2 separate regions of the Ovis aries genome follow, and region 2 is linked to region 1. The links are chromatin contacts, called in public Hi-C maps. All regions are on one chromosome and are shown on one strand. Each heading gives the region's core, a stretch centred on a gene start, on an enhancer-like site or on the middle of the called end of the contact. The rest is flanking DNA. Distances are from core to core; before and after follow the strand shown.

Region 1 (4,309 bases), core at 510-3,009:
AGATCCAAAGTGTGGGGTCCTTTGTACACATACGTACAACCCAAGTCAACAGCCAACATGAAAGGAAGCTTTTAAAGGAAAGAGTCACTGAGGAACTTAACTGCAGGGCAGCAAAGGAGATGGAAACCTAAAGAACAGCGGAGGAAGGAGAGGGTGGAATGAGTTGAGAGAGTAACGCCGGAACATATATATTACCATATGCGGAATAGATAGCCCGTGGGAATTTTCTGTGCGATGCAGGGAGCTCAAATCTGGTGCTCTGTGACAACCTAGAGGGGTGGGATGGGGTGGGAGGTGGGAGGGAGGCTCAAGAGGGAGGGGACATATGTATGCCTATAGCTGATTCATGCCGATGCATGCCAGAAATCAACACAATATTGTAAAGTAATTATTCTACAATTAAAAATAAATACATTTAAAAAAAAAGAAAATAAGAAATGTAAATAAAAGGAAGAGTCTTTTGAAACATATGAAAGAACTCAGGGAAGGGGTGGGGTGGGCATCAGTGGGAAGAATCCACCTCTTTCTTTGTGCTAAAGGATTTTGGAAGGGAGCCACTGGTGCTCTGTTTGTTTGAGGCCCAGAGCTCATTTGGGAATAATGGGGCCAAACCCCAGGAATGAGTATCTCTGGTGAGGGAGGGTTTGAGGGTGGTGAGGGGCATGCAGCAAGCAAGGGCTCCCTCTCCAGCTGTAGAGGTCTGCACCTCTACACAGAAAAACATCACCCTGATGAGAGAGGGAGAACACATCCAGTGAGTCTAGGGACACAATCAGCAATCAGAAGGAGCCTTCGAATATAACTTGAAGTGTCCCTTGTCTAGTTTTCCAGCCCAGAGTATGGACTCTGGAGCCTGATGAATCTGAGTTTGAATCCCCATTTGGCCACTTACTATGTGATCTGAGCATGCCACTCAACCTTCAGTGCCTCAGTTTTCCCATCTGTGAAATGGCAATAACAAATATCACTCACTCCATAGAGTTGTTGAGAGGCTTAAAAATAATAAACAATGTCAAGTGCTTTGAATAGTGTCTGAGAAATGCTGAGGAACACATTCAGTGTTAATATTTTCATTATTTCTGATCCAGCTATGAAAAAACATTTTTAGGTCTTAAAAAAGGAAAATTTAATCAAAACAAAAGTGACTACAATCAAAGGGGTTCTAATGGGAGAATTCTTATACCCCTGCAACAAGGACCCTTCTTTAACTTTAGTAGAAGTGTTGGAAGAATGCCGTGGCTGAGATCAAGTTAGGAAGAGAAAGCCAAGTCAAGTCAAGGCCAGCTGGTATCCTCCAAAGCGACAGCAGGGGACGCTGCAGGAAAAAAATGCAGGCAGGGTTGCAGCCTTTTTGCCTCAGAGGAGAGCTTTATATGCCATGAGGTGAGCGCCTTGGCAACACTGGGTTCCAAGCATAGGAATTAATTTCTATCAGTTTTTTTTGTAGGGGTGACTAAAAATGACCCTCTCCATTGTCAGGTCTTGTAACTCCTTTTTCCACTTAGCTAGACTGACTTACTGACCAGCTGGTCCCCAGCTGGTCCCTGAAAGCATGAAACCCAATAAACCAGGAAGCAGACATTGTTCTCATTACACCATCTTTGGGGGCAATTCTGCTGCACAAATTCTCAGGGGTAACCTTAGGGGTCTTGAGACCTTTTGGAATATAAGATAAAACTCCTAAGGAGAGACCCAGACCCTCATCATTTACCCTCATCGACTCTGTGGCTTTTCTCACATTGCTATGTGGTAAAGGTAGGAGTCGGGGGCAGGGGGCAGGACCTTGTTGATCGCCAGAGTCAGACAGGACAGTCAGATACTTGGTCAAAGATATCAGGGTAATCAGTTCCAGGTTCACTTAGGCAATGATTGAAGAGTTAATAAATTTCCCAAACAGCTTCAGACTCAAGAGAAAGAGTCTGGAAATGCTAAGAATCAGACTCAAAGGGTAGCATGATAAAAGAAAAAGCTATTTCATGGTCTGCGTTAATGAGGCCACCATACGAAGTTTTCTCAGAAAAGGTTTTTCCAGAGGCTTTACAGTTTTTTAAAATTAATTAACATTTTACATTCAGCATCCCACGGATTTCACATCTGCCACTGATTTTCTCACTAATTGGAAAAGCTGTTGGTGGAGGAATTGTTAGATGTTTGTACCATCCAAATTAGGGCATAATTAGAAGGCGGGGTGTAAAGAGAGGCAAGGCTGATGAAGCCGTGTTTACAGTAACAGAGGAATCTTCCCTCTCATAGATGCCTGAGCTCATTTCCACTAGAATCCTATGTGAGCGTAGGTACACATCCTTCTTGACAGCTGGCTGGTTGCTGTTTGAAACCATACAGTCTTCAGAGAGATCTGCCCTCTGAAGTCTTTTAACCTCAAAATCCCACGGAGACTACAATAGCCATGTAATATCTGTTCCCAGGTGTAATCAGGTGAGACCGCAGACCACTCCCATTACTATCAAACAGTACTTTGGAATGCTTTTCGATATATAGCTTACAGAGTTTTTACACTCTGTGGACGCTCCAGCCTGGCAGGAGTCAAACAGTTCCAGGCTAATAACGCAGACAGCGAGGCAGGGGCCAAGCTGAAGGTCCTATGACCGCAGTGTAGTTCCTGACACGACTGCTCAGCCCTTTTGTATGATCTTACTTAGGATACTGAAGACAGCATGCTGCTTCAATTTAAAACAAAAAAGGAGTACGAGCTGTTTGGCTAACATATAGCAGTCGGTCCTAGAAGGTAACAAGAGAAACATAACGTATGGGTTGGCCGAAAAGGTTTGGGTTTTCCTGTAAGGTGGCATGGAAAAACCCAAGTGAACTTTTTGGCCAACCTGGCATTTCCCCAGTCCACAGAAAGCAACTGTCTAACCGAAGAGATAAAGTAGCTACTGCAAATCAATACAAGAGAGGATAGGATTGGCTGGTCAAAATGAGGCCACCGTGAAGTTTTCCGAAGCCAGAGCCCCTTTGTGCGACAGCAGTGACATTGATGAGCAGCCGGAGCCCTTGAAGGACGGTGGAACTCCCGCGGGGTCTCTGCTTTCCTGCGGTTCTGGTGCTTTTGTACAAGGAAACTGCCACTGCATAGACTGACACAGTCATGTCGTGGGGGTCCCTTCCCCCATGATACCAGCTGTTGTACAGCACTGCCATCTTGGGGAATCCCTGGCCACTGTCAGTCAGACCGTCCCAAAGCCAGCTGCAACTTCCACGGTGACTTCCTCTAAAGCCTGCGGACCTTCCCTCTATCTTCTTGGCTTTGACCACACCCATACGCTCATTCTTTGATTCAGCGCTGATTGGGAGAGTCTCTGCAATGACCTCCGCCTGCTTACCATGTTGAGTGGTTTGTGCAGACTTCCATAGGCCTGGTTATTCCTTAGGTCTGGGTGGTGTATCCAAAGTCCCCAGGACCAGAGAGGTAACACGGGGGGTTGTAGAGGCGCTGGAAAACCACAGGGCACAGGCTCCTTCTATAGAAAGCAGCCACCACGCAGTTCCGGCCATGTGGAAGCATGGATGGGGCATTGCCAGATCTTTCCAGTTTCGCAAGAGAAACTGGAACAGTGGATGTATACAGGAAATTTGCCAATTTTGGAAATGTTCAAAACAAATTCAAAACTTTCAAAAACCGCAAGTCAAACAAAAGAACACACACACACAAAACTCGGACTGTATTCATTCTACACGTGGCCCAGATGGAGTCTGCCTTAAGCCGATGATCCCAGTCTCCAAAGATATAAACAGAAAGTGCCAACAGAACTGAGAGATGGGTGGTTTTGACGTCAGCTTGGGAAATCATGGAAGACTGGAAGAGGAAAGACCATGATAATCCAGTTGCTTCTCACCCTTCCCATTATCAAATTTTTTTTTTAAATTATGAAATATTTGTAATTTTGGAAATATTCTGCTAATATAGGCCCCTGTTAAGCCTCTCTGTCCCTAGAAAGCTGTTCCTGGCAGTTTATGCATGTTACTTTATGATGTAGTATGTTGGGATAGAGGTAAATAAATCCTTGAGGCAAAATATATTTTCAAAACTCAGGAGTTTTAGTACATATCATTTAAAAAAAATCTACAAGAGTGGCATCTGCTAAAAGAACATTTACTCTCTGAAAACATATCTGTAGCTGAATGTTGCCTTCAAGGAACTGGAAATGCCTCAGTTTTACCAAGAGCCTGTATATGAAATAAGATTGACATTCCGAAGATAGCTATGAAATGTTCTTTCATATGATGACGAAGTCATGCTTCTGTAACAATCTGCATCTTTTCTAATATAATATTTTTAAGGGAGAGA
Region 2 (4,309 bases), core at 567-3,066, 130 kb after region 1:
ACTTATTAGAAAAGACCTTGATGCTGGGAAAGATTGAAGGCAGGAGGAGAATGGGTTGACAGAGGATGAGATGGTTGGATGGCATCACTGATTCAATGGACCTGAGTTTGAGCAAGCTCCGGGAGTTGGTGAGGGACAGGGAAGCCTGGCGTGCTGCAGTCCATGGGGTTGCAAAGAGTCAAACACGACTGAGCAACTGAACTGAACTGAACCCTTTCAATAAGGGTATGTGTAAGTGGTTTATAGCAGTGTTAACAAGTAGGAAAGTTGGACCTTACAATTCCACCCAAGGGAGGTAAGCTTGGGGGCTGACACTTCCTATTAAACTCCTTATCCCCAGTTGGCTGTTAAGACAGGTAGCCAACTCAGAGTCCCCACACGACATTTTTCTTCCTTAAGAAACACCCATTACCTCAGTGTCAACTGCAATCAAACAGGCACCTCTGAATTTATAAAAACAATAATACAGTAATAGCACAATAATATTGCTCATATTGGTTACCATTTATTTACCATAAATTTGGGCCAAACCCTGTTTTGGTGTTCTGCTTTATAAATGTGATCTCATTTAATCCTTAATATCATTCTTATTTCACTAATGAGAAAGTAAAAGACCAGAGAGGAAAGCAAATTGCTCAAAGCTGCTAAGGAATAGATACAGAAATCAAAGTCAGGTATGACTGATTCTGAAACCACTGGTTCTTCACCACCACCTCTCCACAGTGCTGTCAGAATGCGGGTTTCCTGTTGACAGTCCTTGATAGTTTCCTAATCATTTATAATTGGTACACCCAACCTATAGAGCCCATAATATGCACCTCTTGGTAAGAGTTTTCTTGGGTTTATAATACACAAGTCATGTAGATTTTTTGGATAGCAGTCTTCTCCCTTCTCCTTCAATAATAATAACATACCTTAAGGGCATTTACACTTTTGAATATCATAAAGATCTTTAAACATTCTGTACACCAGTTTAAGATGCCTTACATGAAAGAGAAAAGGGTTGATACCAGCAGAAGTGAGGCCCCCATTCCTGACCATATTTAAGCAGAGACACAATGACCACCTGGAGTGAGTCTGTAGATTCTTGAAAAACAACCCTAAATAGCAGACAACATACAGCCACCTTAAGATTTAATTTTGTGGTAGGGAATTAAGAAATTGTCTATGTGATGCTATTTTTCAAATATGCTGACATAGTAACAATTTATGGCAAATACTCTTAGAGCCGAGGGCTAAGGGTAAAAATGTTTTTTAAACCCCCTTCTCTAAAGGCTTACATAAACATTTGTTTTTCAAAGGATTAGCAAACATGTAATATGTTCCTTGGCAGCACAGCAAAAGTGTAAAATATAAATGTCATTTTTTCCCTTCAAGGTTATTTATATATCTTGATGGGTGTCTATTAAAAATAGCACACATTAAAATATAAGAGGAGTAAAACTGATTTTTGTAAATGTTGTCTTGACTGATGGATAACGCTTTTGGTAACCATGGCACAATATGGCTAAGGAGGCACCTCTGTTAAGGCTGCCTCACTTGTCTACCGAGAACTACTGTGTGTCCAGGTCAGCAATGGACTCCAATGGTGATGCACAGAAATGGAGGCCCCTGTCCCTGCCTTCAAGAAGTGTGCGGTCTAGTCGTAAGAACACACTGAAGTTTAAGGCTATGTTAATATATATTATTTATATTACATGTATGGGGCTTCCCAGGTGGTGCTAGTGATAAAGAACCCACCTGCCTGCCAGAGCAGAAGACATTAGAGATGTGGGTTCGATCCCGCAGTCGGGAAGATTTCCTGGAAGAAGGCATGGCAACCCACTCCAGTATTGTTGCCTGGAGAACCCCGTGGACAGAGGAGCCTGGTGGGCGACAGCCCGTGGGGTTGCAAAGAACTGGATACAACCGAAGCGAATCAGCACACACACACTCAAACCTATTATATATATACATACACACGTATATACCATTCAAGATAAATTTAAATAAATTATTTACTAATAACGAATAAATCATGAATAATACAATGTGATGAACTGTGTGGTCATGAGCACAAGAATAAAACACTCGAGAGAACAGAAGACTCCCTGTGGCCAGATCCATTTTTAATCTCCAGTTCATAGGAAAGGAAACTGAAGCGTGGAGACCCAGCAGGAAGAGGTGGCACAGAACCTCAGACCTTTTGCTTTCAACAGATCTTTTTGAAAGAGAAAGGGAAGGGGGAAAGCAAAGCTGACTGACTTGTGAAGCAGAGGTGTTAAGAAACCTGGGTACCAACCCCAAGGCTCCTCCAGAACTGCAGTGATGGGCCGCTGACGGCAGAAAGCCCCTTTCTGAGAGGCAGGAATAGGGCCCAGAGCAGGGGGGCCCAGGAGGCCCACCTATTATCCTCTTCCTCCAAGGACTGCATCCTCCCTTAAGGAAGGTAACTGTCCTGTGTACATTTCAAGGAGGAAAGGAAAAAAAAAAAAAAAACACAAAAAACGGTTTCCTTTGGAAACTAAACACTGGCTCTGCCAATCCAACTTCACTGAGGTCATTTGAGAACTGAGGAGTTCAAAGGTTCTCTACAGCTTCGATTTACTTTGGCATAAGATTTAACAGAAAAAGAACTAAAGGAGAATTTATATGGCCCAGGCTGTTTTCCAAATCGCAAACTGCTAAAGTTATTTAGAATTTACTTTAACTTGCAATCACATGTAAAGTGGCTCAGATGTAAATGCTTTCCGTGTGGCTTAAGGCAATCTAGGTTTCCTCAAACGCACATGTGTGATTCTAATAGCAAAGATCTGGATTCGAAATCTCAGAGTATTTACTTTGGGTTCCTCATGATTAGAGGCTGCTGTTAACTTTATGCAGTGTAGGGTGGGAGTAGAAGAAATAAAACACGCTGCCTTCATTTGGGCATTAAGTTCTCACAGTAGCGCTAAGATAAACAAATCTTGCAGGCTGAGGGAAGGGCATTTACTCCTTTAAATTGAGTATGTAATACAAATCAATGTCTTTTAAGAAGAGATGCCTGAAACTTGATTCTAAGTCTGGATCTACAGGAGGGCACTGATTTCTTGTGATGATCAGTATAGCATGTATGGGGGAAGGGCACACAGAACCTTCTGGAGGGTGGCGCTGCTCTTGCCAAGCAGGATAATTCACTAAGTCACAGAAAGATGCTGCTTGAAGGTGTCTGTGGCCAGGAACAAATTGATATTTGCATTTTTATATAGAACAAAATGGAGGAAATTACCAAATCCTTTATCTAGTAATCAATGGCTGCCTGTAGGTTGTTTCAATTCTCTCCAAGGCAGTGATTTTGTGATTGGCCTGGGTAAGACTGAAAACACCCTAGCTCCAAATTGGAAGTGACTGGAGAGCAACTTCAGGCTGGCTGGGACCAGAGCAATTAAATGGTAATTGCCTTTTAGATATACTAATGTTGCTAATTATATTAGTGTGCTAAGTGCTGGGAAATGCGGGTAAGAGCTCCAGGCCACTCTGGTGGGGAAAGGGAGCTCAGATTGATTAAGCCTGGCACTGAGCTGGACCCTCTGCATATGTTCCCTCCTCAAATCCTCTCAGTAACTGAAAAGGAATTGCTAGCTTCAATAGAGCTGAGGAACTTGCCTGCTTGGTTTCAGTCATCCCTGACTGAATCATGAGTCCCACCAGGGTTACGGGGCCCCACAGAACAGGGGTGGGCAGGGCCTTGAGTGGGAAGGGGGACAAATACTGGATTCAAAGCTGAAAGAAAAGTGGTAGCAGAGAAAGCTGAGAGAATTGGAGAACCAGGCCGTGAAGAAACAGTCTGCTGGAATGAGGACCATGGTGAGGGTCTTTCCTTGCTGCATGTGGAAAGAAAGGGCCCAGGATGGGGAAACTTTGTGGGCAGAAGCTGGGGGAGCCTCTCTATCAGAACATAGGAGGCTAGGAGCTGCCATTGCCGAGAAGAGCGGCCCCCATGTCTGAGGCTGAAAGGCTTGCAGGAGCAGGAAGTAAAGTGGAGCAGGCAGTGCCTACACAGGACCTCTCTCTCTAGGGCAGCCTGTGAGAATGGCCAAGTTTGTCTGCGGGAATCCGAACATGTCCCTAGGGACCTACACATGACACTCTCTAGGCCAGCCTGTGAGAATGGCAGTCTGTCTCTAGGAATCCGAAGCTATAAGACCTGGGTTAAATCATGAACAGATTGTGAAAGGTTTGTCAGGTCACATCTGTTCTTAGCCTCAGATTCCTAATAAAGGTTTCCCAGAGACAATGAAAGTCGCTCAGTTGTGTCCGACTCTGTGACCCCATGGACTATATAGTCCAT

The links. A called contact is a pair of places that touch in the nucleus more often than the background predicts.
Region 2: a contact with region 1 is called in a Hi-C map of liver, with 3 times the contacts expected there. The contact joins the promoter of LOC114114858 here to the enhancer-like site in region 1. A contact is called at or near these places in 2 of 16 Hi-C or Micro-C datasets (liver and tail adipose tissue).

Annotation. Positions count from the first base shown.
Region 1 is chr5:29,051,537-29,055,845 of ARS-UI_Ramb_v3.0, forward strand. No RefSeq gene overlaps it. Among named protein-coding and RNA genes, the nearest start is that of SNCAIP, 190 kb to the right of the region's middle. Within about 2 kb of position 1,760, at least 1 of the 54 cell types and tissues checked has an H3K27ac peak or open chromatin away from gene starts, as enhancers often do. A contact at or near this core is called in liver, where this site is marked.
Region 2 is chr5:29,176,580-29,180,888 of ARS-UI_Ramb_v3.0, forward strand. It overlaps LOC114114858, which reads right to left and starts at 1,817. Exons shown (of 1, transcript XM_060415690.1): 1 at 1-1,817. All of the region lies in intron 1 of SNCAIP (synuclein alpha interacting protein), which reads right to left.